Linked DNA regions of Columba livia: region 2 is linked to region 1. Evidence: chromatin contacts called from public Hi-C data. All regions are on one chromosome and are shown on one strand. Each heading gives the region's core, a stretch centred on a gene start, on an enhancer-like site or on the middle of the called end of the contact. The rest is flanking DNA. Distances are from core to core; before and after follow the strand shown. Region 1 holds the start of RWDD4 (RWD domain containing 4). Region 2 overlaps CDKN2AIP (CDKN2A interacting protein).

Region 1 (4,734 bases), core at 1,033-3,532:
TTATGTTGAATTAAATTTTAAAAACTTTTTTTTTTTTTAATTTAAAACTAGTACAGGTGCTACTAAAGGCATGCCATACAAACAGAAACAAGTTTCACACATTATTTGGAAAACTAGTGCAACAAAGTTGCTTAAATCCGTATTCTAAAACCACCTGAAAATTCTTCCTTATTTCCCTCATTATAGAACAGTCCATATCTGGCTTCACCAAATTTTATAGAATGACGTGTAACCAGAAGAAAAGTCCTAATCAAGGTAAGGGTACCGTACATTATTTTTTTTTTTAAGTTGGTGCATTTTTTAATTCACAGTGTCTGTTTCAGCAAAGTGGACAAACTGACATTCACAAGCATCTGTTTTAGAGGTAAAATAAATAACACTTTACATCAAGAATCTGCAACATTTTTCAAGACATTATCTACAGTGTAGCAGCCCCGTTCCCACCAGTGCCAAGAAGAGAACTGGGGGTGCAGTTTACAGAGTTGCCTCAGGAAAGCCCTGTCTGCACACTGAGCAAATCCATTGGGAGAGCTGCGTGACATGACCGTGCTCCTCCTTTTCAGTGCAACCTAAAAACTGGGTGGCCTTACTTCAAATGCTGTTGCTGCTACATTTTCTCAATATTTGAAAAATATTTCTTTAATCTCAATTTCATAGCACGCTGATTACAAAACAGCTGTGTTTTGTATGCAAGATGTGTGAGAAATGAGGCTCAGGAAAATGGGATACTAATTCTTTCTACCTTCTCATGCATTCACTTGCACTATGCTTTCTCATAACACAAATTCTCCTTCATAGGAAAGCTGTATTATTGCCCTTTCCTGCCACTAAGTTTTACAGTACTTAAATTGAGTTGTCCTAACTGTTGACAATTATTTTTTGTCTAATAAATATTAGCAACGAGCAAAGCTAGTAAAATGTAGAATGATACACTGCAGGCTTGCAGATATGCTGCATTTACTCTTTTGAAGAAATCAAACTTACTAATAAAGGTCCTATCAATGAAGGAAGGCTGCGCTTAAATGGATGGGATTCAAGTGCCATTAATTAAGTTGACCTATATTTCATCACAACTACTCATGTTATTCTGAAGTTATTTGAGAAGTTACAAAAAGGTAATATGCATATGGCATTTTCAGAAGTCTCCCTTCTGTCCCACAGGTGCCTGAGTTTTCAGTAAATTTCTCTGGCCACCTAAAGATCTGCCTCAGTCTGTGCCCAGAACTTCCAGGTCTTTAAATTTTGGAAAATTGCAAATCTCAAGCTCAGCACTCCCTGTATGTGTTTTCTGAGCAGACTGTATCAATGTACATACCTGAAGCATTTTGTGAATTTTCTCTTTAGCAAGTAGACAAGGCACGCCAGCTATCTCTGGACAAAAGACTGTAATTTAGCAATAAGGAAGTTTCAGAGCTTTACACAGAAACTGACTACTTAGTTTAAGAAGTATTAAGCATTACTCAGCAGGCTGGCTCCTGCAGCCAGTCTGCCGGTTCTACCTATGTAGTACATGGACGTGTAGGTAGGATGCCCAGCTAAGGGCTGACAAACCTGCGTGGGAACAGGTTCCTAAAGACAAAGCATTGTACTATCAAGAATCATCATACCAAAGATCCTGAAACAACGGCCTCCAGATCGAGTTTTCACTGCCCGCCTTACACCCATTCGTTTCAGAGAACGCCCGGTATGTCAAACACAAGGCAGCAGAGCAGCTTCGGGGCGAAGCCTGCACCGCAGAGACCCGCAGACCTTGCCCTGCCTTACCCGGTACTGGAAGGACACGGGGCTGAGCTCCCTGAAGCACAGGTCTCCCTCGTAGATAGAGCGCAGCGCTTCCAGCTCCATCTGCAGCACGGACAAGCCGGTCACCGCCGCCAGCCCGCACACGGCGCTCGGTTTGACACGCTCCGCACGGCCCCGCCGCTTGCCCGGCCCGCCCCGCTCCCCCCGCCCCGCCGCCGCCCGGCTCCCTCCCCCTCGCCCGCTCAAGCGGCCGGCTCTTCCCTCCCGACGTCCACCACCTCCTCTCTCCGCGCACGGAGGTTCCCTCTCGCTGCAAAGGAGCGTCCCGGGCCGGCTGCCCTCAGGCCCCGGGCGCGGGCAGGGCCCGGACTCACCTCCTGGTCTTCGTTGGCCGCCATGGCGCGCGCTGCGGGGCGGGCAGTGCGCGGAGATCCGCCCCCCGTCCCCCACTCTCTCCCTCCCTCTCTCCCTTCCCCCCCTCCCCGCCGCCGGGGCTGGGCGGGACCCGCTGGCGGGGACCGGCTGGCGCGGCGCGGCCCCGCCGGTGTGGCGCCGGTGTGGCACACGGAGGCCCGAGCGGCCCCGCCTGATGGACACACCTCCCCTGATGGACACACCTCCCCTGAGGGCAGCGTGGACCCGGTCGCTCGCTGCTATTGGTGCCCTCTTCCAGTCGTCACCTCCTCCTTGTCTTTCCATTGGCCAGCCCTGCCAGGCTTGCATCCCTTCCTTCTTCAGCTAACTGGCTCCTTCGCCAGTGACGCCCCCGCGCGGGCCCTCTCTGACTGGCCCGGCGAAGGAGCGGAGGCGTCGATTGGTCGCTTCTGCTGCCCTTCCGATGCCCGGCACTCGTTTCCTGAGGCGGTGGCTCATCCTTCGCTCCGCCCGCCGGCGCCTCCCGTGACCCGCGGCAGCTCCCGGTTGTGCTGCCCGTGGCTGCGAGCGGCGACTGGGGGGACGTGCCTGACACCGGGTCAGAGCCCGGCAACGCAGCGGAGAGCTCCTGCCGCCGGGCTGGGCCGGGGAGGAGCGGCTGGCCTGGGCCGCCGAGGCGCCGCGCTGAGAGTCGCCCTCCCGCCGCCTCGCAGGCTGCCAGCCCGGGCGCAGGATGACCCCGACGCAGTGGGACTTCCCAGTGGAGCTGTGCTGCCGGCCTATGGCGTTTGTCACCCTCACCGGCCTGGACGTGGTGTACAACGCCGTGCACAGGGCCGTGTGGGACGCCTTCTGCGCCAACCGCAGGGCCGACCGTGTCCCCATCTCCTTCAAAGTGCTGCCCGGCGACCACGAGTACCCCAAGTGCAGGACCAAGGTACCCAGCGGCCTGTGCCCCGGCTGCGCCCCGCCTTGGCGGGCCCGGCCCCTCGCGGGGTTCCGGCCTCTGCCCGTGTGGCAGGAGCCGGCGGCAGGCCCGAGGGGCGGGATGCGGGAGGGGGTGTCTCCTCGAGGGGAAGGGCTGTAGCGAGGGCTTGCGCTGATTTACCCGGGTCGCAGGCAGCTGAGCGGCAGTCGCGCTGCTTAGCTCTCGGCTGGGGCTCTGCTGCCTCCCCCCGCTGTTAGAGGGGAAGCCCGGGAACTTGAAGTGTGCGAAAGGCTGTCAGGGCTAAGGGAGAGCCACTGGCGCTGTGGCGGAGTGGTATAGACGCACAGGAAGCGACGGCACCTTAGTTCATTAGCGAGAAGCAGAGAAAGCAAATATATATTGTTTTAAGTACTTGCTGTTCGTTTATTCGGCATTAAGGTGTGCTTGTAAAATCTGAGCTTTGATGAAACCCAAAGTTTAACTCTGCAGAAACTATATATTTGAAATTGGTGTATTTTGAAAAAAAAAAAAAAGTAAAGCTTTTAGGCAAGTGAAATGCAGTAGAAATAATATCTTTGCTCTAATTGCTGCTTTCCAATCACAGTTAAGAAGTAATGTCAATGGGCAATGACATGGTTCTGTGATGCTGGCAAGGAACAAGAATGCTGTTTTTTCCTGGCTCTGTTTGAGAGCCCCCTTTTAAAATAAACCTGATTTTTCATGAAAGTGTGCAAAACATGCTTCTGAACTTGACCTTTTTCTCCAGAGTACCTGGTATCTGCTGTTCTTTGTTACTGCTATCTCAGGCATCAGGCTCCGATGCTAGGCAATTAGGTGTATGTCTTGATAGGAATCAAAGGCTTGAGGGGAATAATGGTAAAGATGACAAACATCTGCAAGTGGCAAGAAAGTAGAGGAGATTCCCTTTCTGCTATACTAAGAAGCCAGTAAATGGATTTGGTAGCTTGCTTTAATAACCTCAATATTTTCAGAGAACATCCTATGAATGGTATATTCCAAAAGGAATACTGAAGACTGGTTGGATGAACAAACACCTGAATTTGGTTCCAGCGCTTGTGGTGGTGTTCTATGAACTAGACTGGGATGAGCCACAGTGGAAAGAAAAACAGTCGGAATGTGCTACTCGAGTTGAAATTGTCAGGTAGGGTTTTTTCACTTGGTTCATAATGTGCTACAAGCTAATGGTAGGTGTGAGTTGCAGAATCCTTTTTGCATTCTAAGATATATAACTATTATTCTTTTCCTGAACACAAGAGGAACTTGAACTTTGCTTTTTAATGTACAACTGACAGCAAATAAACTTCTTTTTAAGAGGTTTCCTTGTAAAAGACATTTAAGTAAAAATAGCCCCAGAAATTTTGCTTACTAAGCTGAGCACAATTATTCTGTTCCATCTGAACAGCTCAGCATTCTCTGAATGGCTGTCGTGGTTTAACCCCAGCCATCAACTAAGCACCACGTAGCTGCTCACTCACTCTCCCCAGGCTGGGATGGAGGAAAGACTCGGAAGAGTAAAAGTGAGAAAACTTATGAGTTGAGATAAAGACAGTTTAATAAGTAAAGCAAAAGCTCCTCACATAAGAAAACCAAAGAATTCATTCACTACTTTCCATGGGCAGGCAGGTGTCAAGCCATCCCCAGGAAAGCAAGACTCAATTGTGTTTAAC
Region 2 (4,734 bases), core at 645-3,144, 53 kb before region 1:
GAGTGTATTGTAAAGCATTCACGCTGATTGAGCCCTTCCTTTGCTACATTTTTACGCAATGTACAGATGGTTTGAAGCAAAGAAAGTAGATTACTTTTTATTTTCAATGTTCCTGAAATACCTGCACAAACTGCATGTTTTGATATATTGCATAATGACATATAATTGTAAAAACATGACGTCTTCAGTGCTATTTTGGATTAATCTTGTCTGATTACAATAGCTAGTGTCATTTAATGGAGACCTGACACTTGACTGACAGATCCATTGATCGAGTAGTACAGCAGTGATTAGGAATTCCTGGGATCCAGTAGTATATGTGTCCACTTAGAGACTTCAGGTTCTTTTGTGATTTTGGGACTAAACCACAATGGCATTGTTACACTGTACCCTACATGATTTTGAACAGCAGCGGCTGCCTGGTCCATAGCACTCGAAGCCTGTAAGGCGCTCGTGCTTCCCCATGCCAGTTGAGAACTTCCTCCATCTGATACCTGTGCTGCAGTGCCTGCAGTCGCCCTTGGCTCTAGTTAGGTTTCTCAGGAGCTCCCCCTCTGTGTTTCTGGAGCATCACCTGGAGTGTGGAACGCGATGTGTTAAATTGCATCTCACACAGCTCAAGAATTGGTGTGTGTTACTAGCACAGAGCAAATTTCATGCTGTATATAGGAGTTGTGGTGTTCATGCCAGGAAGCATGAGATCTGTTTTTAGATCCTCACCCTGTTTGGGTAGAGACATGGAGTGACTGTTTTTGTGGGGTGGGAATTGCGCCCTGTGCCCTCTGAAGTACAGCCTTTCTAGCTGTTTATTTCGGCATCTTGAGATCTCTGGTTGAGAATTGCAGCAAGTGTTGCAATGTGAAAACCTGTGTTTCTTGTCTGTAAAGCAAAGCCAACAGTATTTACCAACCTCGAGAGGATGTTGGGGTGACTGTGTTAAAAGGCTGAGGTGCTAGATGCCTTTTTAAAGTCCTGACTTAAGCTTACTTTTTAAAAAATTTTGTGAATGTTATTCCTCTTTGATGTTTGGTTGTGATTCATTAAAGGATGAGTCTGTAGCTACTCTTAATAGAAACTGAAAGTGGATGTGTTTTTTTTAATTTCACATTCTGCATGGAAAGCAGCTCAACGGGCAAATTCCAGCATACAAGTGTTAAGCAATAAGCATTAAGCGTTTGAATGAGAATTTATTAACATTTCATTAACCCTAAAGTAAGAAAAAGAATTTGAAGAACTGGCTGTGGCAAAGAAGTGTTGGTACAGTCCCATCAGCTGTAAAACCTCTGAGTCTCCCTTCCAGGTGCTGTCCTGGTCTCTGGCAATTTGGCCACTGGCCTTTAATTGTCAGACCCTGCTGATGAGGACCGTCTGGAACAAATGCACAAACACTGTGGGTGTGCAAAGTTGTCTGGGGGCAAATGAAACCAACCGACCGAAAGAAAAACTGACCCTGCTTTTTCAGCGGGAGTGCAGGAAATTGCAGTCATTAAGCATGACTCCGTTTCCTCTGAGGGCCGCTAGGACAGCTCAGGTCCGTATGGCTGGTTCCTTGCGGCCAGCGGCCCCGCCGGTTGCTGTTAGCAGGTTACCAGGTACACACCAGTTCTGGCGGCTACCGGTGAAAACTCTCCAGCTTGCAGGGGAAGTGAGGTTGGGCGCTGGCCACGAGGTGGCGCCAGAGCGTCCCGCCGGCGGGGTTCCCGCCCTTCCCCCAGGCCCGCGCAGGGGCGGAGCTGCAGCGTATCATTTGCTTAATGTATTCCTGGGGGTGGGGCCGCGCCGGTGGACCCTCCGTGGGGCAGGAATCGCGCTCCCCGGGAGCGTGGCGGTTCTATGGGGCCGGTCGGGCAGCCTGCCTGTCTGTGCACCGGCTGCGGAGACCAGCAGAAAGAGAAACGGGGCGGCGTGCACTGTTCGCCCTATCCCGGAGGGTCTCCTGACCCCGGCCGATATAAGCTGGCGACGTGTATTTGTAAAGCGGTCGGGATGTTCTGAAGACCTGCTCGCTAGGCCACGCACGGAGGACAGTAGTTCCTCATGGGCCCCGCGCCCGCCTAGGGGAAAGTCCCCGGACCGCCGGCAGAGAGTGTCGGGCGCTGTGCGCGCCCTGGCCCGCCCCCGACTCACAGTCCCCGCCGAGACGCCCCCGGGCCGAGCGGGTGAGGGCGGGGCGGGCTCTCGTCACGGTCACAGAAACGCAGGTAGTGCGCAGGCGCACTAACAGAACGGGGCTCACTCTCAGGCCATCCCTTTTTGCTGGACCGTCCCAGCGGAGGAACATCGTGGGGGAAAACTTGCTGCGTGGGACCCCTTCGGCACAGCAGAGATGTTTGCAGGCAGAGCAAAGCGCGCGTGGGGCCACACCGCTTCCACGGCAGGGGCTCTGGCTGGCAGGATGCATCCCGCAACCCCATTCTCACACCCGCAGAACCTTGGCGTGCCTCCTGACCTACAGGCTCATTAAGGGAGGCCTGACCGAGCTCATGTCCCTGCCCGAAAGCCTTTCCTTCCTTCCTTCCCTGCTCCAGTAAGAAGGAAGAGGCCAGATGGGCGCATCTTGTCATGTTCGTTTGCCGTACGCAACAAACAGTTGAACAGCAAACGCAGAAGAGCCTGATGCATATCTGAGTGACGGCACAAAAGCTGATGTAGCACAAACATCTCACCTCTCCAGCGCAGCAGTCACGCACACGCTGATGTGCAGGGCTGTGCCTGCGGGATGTGCAGCTGGGGCTCCCCTGCTCGCTTGGGGCTCCCCTGCTCGCTTGGGGCTCCCCTGCTCGCTTGGGCCTCCTAGAGAAAGCAGCACCTCTGAGCAGTGAGTGCCACCAGGGTTACCTGCCCTCTCGAGGCGGATTTTCATGCTTATGCTCCCTATCAGGAGAATCTATGCAAGATGCTGCTCCCTGCAGCAATCATGCATATGTTCTAGCCGTGCTGATAAGCTGAATTAATATCATAGGCAGTTCTGTTCTTACCTCTAGTTTGTCAAACAAATAAAGCATCACCATGCTTGACTCCATGGAAGTAAGCCTTCTGCTGCCCATAAGTCATGTCTGGGTATGAAACGTGACAGAAGGGCACTGGCAGAGATGCCCAAAATAACGTGAAGTTCAGGCATCTCAAGCCAAAAACGTGATAAATGGAGCACCCAAGCTGCCCAGAGCCAATGCATCCTTCTGGTTCACGCTCTATTGGTATTCATGAAGCTCCCGTGGTAAGCCCTAGTTCAGGTCTGCTGAACTAGCAGTGTGTTTCTTTTTGGTCAACTACAGGCACACGGCCTATCTGCAGGCACAGTGCAGTTTGCAAACCCCGCTGGTTTCCAACATTTGCAATTCTTCTCCCAGAAATATCTGCACAGCGACACCTTTTCAGCAATGTCAGAGCCCTGCGCTCAGCAGAGGAGACCAGCGTGCAGAGCGGGGAGTAGCTCCCTGCAGAACTAGCTATGGCAGCTCTGACTGCTTCACACCAGAGCTTTGAAAGGGTGCACAAAGGGCTGACAAACCCCCTGGCCTGAGCCATCTTTTTGGTTGCTGTCTTAGTCACTTGAACTACTTAAGTGTCTTTCTTTTCTCCCATAATTCTTCATATGATCAGCTATATGTACATGGGAAAAAAAGAGATTTCAAATTAAAATGCTATCAAAGAACACATCCCAAAAGAAACAACTAAACTAGGGCACAGCTTTAAGAAGTTCTCTGTTGTTTTTTTTCTTTGTTGTTGAGAAGCTGTAATGAAATCCTGGTGTCCTAGTTTCATCTGCTAAAAAGGATATATCTAAGGCTCTATGAAGCTAACATTTCATGAGCTGTCATCCTTTTGTAGTGCAGGTAGCAGTTGCAGTACAGGCTGAAGACTGCAGACACACTTGTGTAGACAAGCTGAAGCTTGTGTAGTGATTGATGTGGGGTTTTGATTTTTTTGTTTGTTTGGACCCTAAAGATTGCACTAAAGCACCTCAACAATTTGGGCTCATTTTCTCTGTGTATGGACAATATTCTCTCACTTCTATAATAGTTTGTGGTAAATGTTGGTCTTCAAATTTGTTAACAGGAGAGAAAAGGTAAAACATCAAACTCATTTCAACTATAGTTGATAATGAAGAGACATGATCTAGTGGTCCAGAGACTGAGGGAAAAAAGCACACATCAGAAGAGTTTTGATGCTTTCTTTCACTAAGCAGATCTGTCTCCCGCCTTTCTAAGTTGCAAACTGCAGAGAAAATAACAGCAATATCTGCTTTGTAGAACATTTAGGCTTTTCTTTCAGCTAAAATGTGCATTTTTGCAATGTTTTGCATAGTGTATGATATGTCACACTCTTTGTCCATTTAACAACGATGAACTTGTGTTCATGTGCCTTCTAAATGGTTCTGTTACTTGTCACTGCCACAGCAAAGGTATTGCCATTAGCTAGGTTATGTGTTTTTAAGAAAACACTGTAATTTATGCTCATTACCTCTGCACCACTCCCCGTTTTAAATCTGCTGTCAGGAAGTATCAATTTTTAGGCTATGACTAATTGTCTTCCTTGCATGCATTTAAACCTGTGCAATTTCACGGATCCCCTGTGATGACAGTTATTACATGCGGCTGAGCTGGGATACCTGCTGAGGCAGAGCTGGCCTGAGTGCAGAGTCACCAGCACTTGCAGGTGACTATTCAGATATACAGCTAGCCTTTTGTAAATGACAGCCAAGGTGTCCATCTCCCTTTCAATCCCTAACAT

The links. A called contact is a pair of places that touch in the nucleus more often than the background predicts.
Region 2: a Hi-C map of crop shows a contact between it and region 1, with 1.8 times the contacts expected there. The contact joins the enhancer-like site here to the promoter of RWDD4 in region 1. A contact is called at or near these places in 2 of 2 Hi-C or Micro-C datasets (crop and liver).

What each region holds. Positions count from the first base shown.
Region 1 is chr4:34,799,697-34,804,430 of bColLiv1.pat.W.v2, reverse strand. RWDD4 (RWD domain containing 4) reads right to left here and starts at 2,282. Exons shown (of 8, transcript XM_065061245.1): 1 at 2,118-2,282; 2 at 1,765-1,845; 3 at 1,316-1,371. The coding sequence starts at 1,324. TRAPPC11 (trafficking protein particle complex subunit 11) reads left to right here and starts at 2,645. Exons shown (of 29, transcript XM_005500174.3): 1 at 2,645-3,055; 2 at 4,039-4,208. The coding sequence starts at 2,852.
Region 2 is chr4:34,852,126-34,856,859 of bColLiv1.pat.W.v2, reverse strand. It overlaps CDKN2AIP (CDKN2A interacting protein), which reads left to right. Exons shown (of 4, transcript XM_065061248.1): 4 at 1-2,252. Among named protein-coding and RNA genes, the nearest start is that of CDKN2AIP, 6.4 kb to the left of the region's middle. Within about 2 kb of position 1,894, at least 3 of the 3 cell types and tissues checked have an H3K27ac peak away from gene starts, as active enhancers do.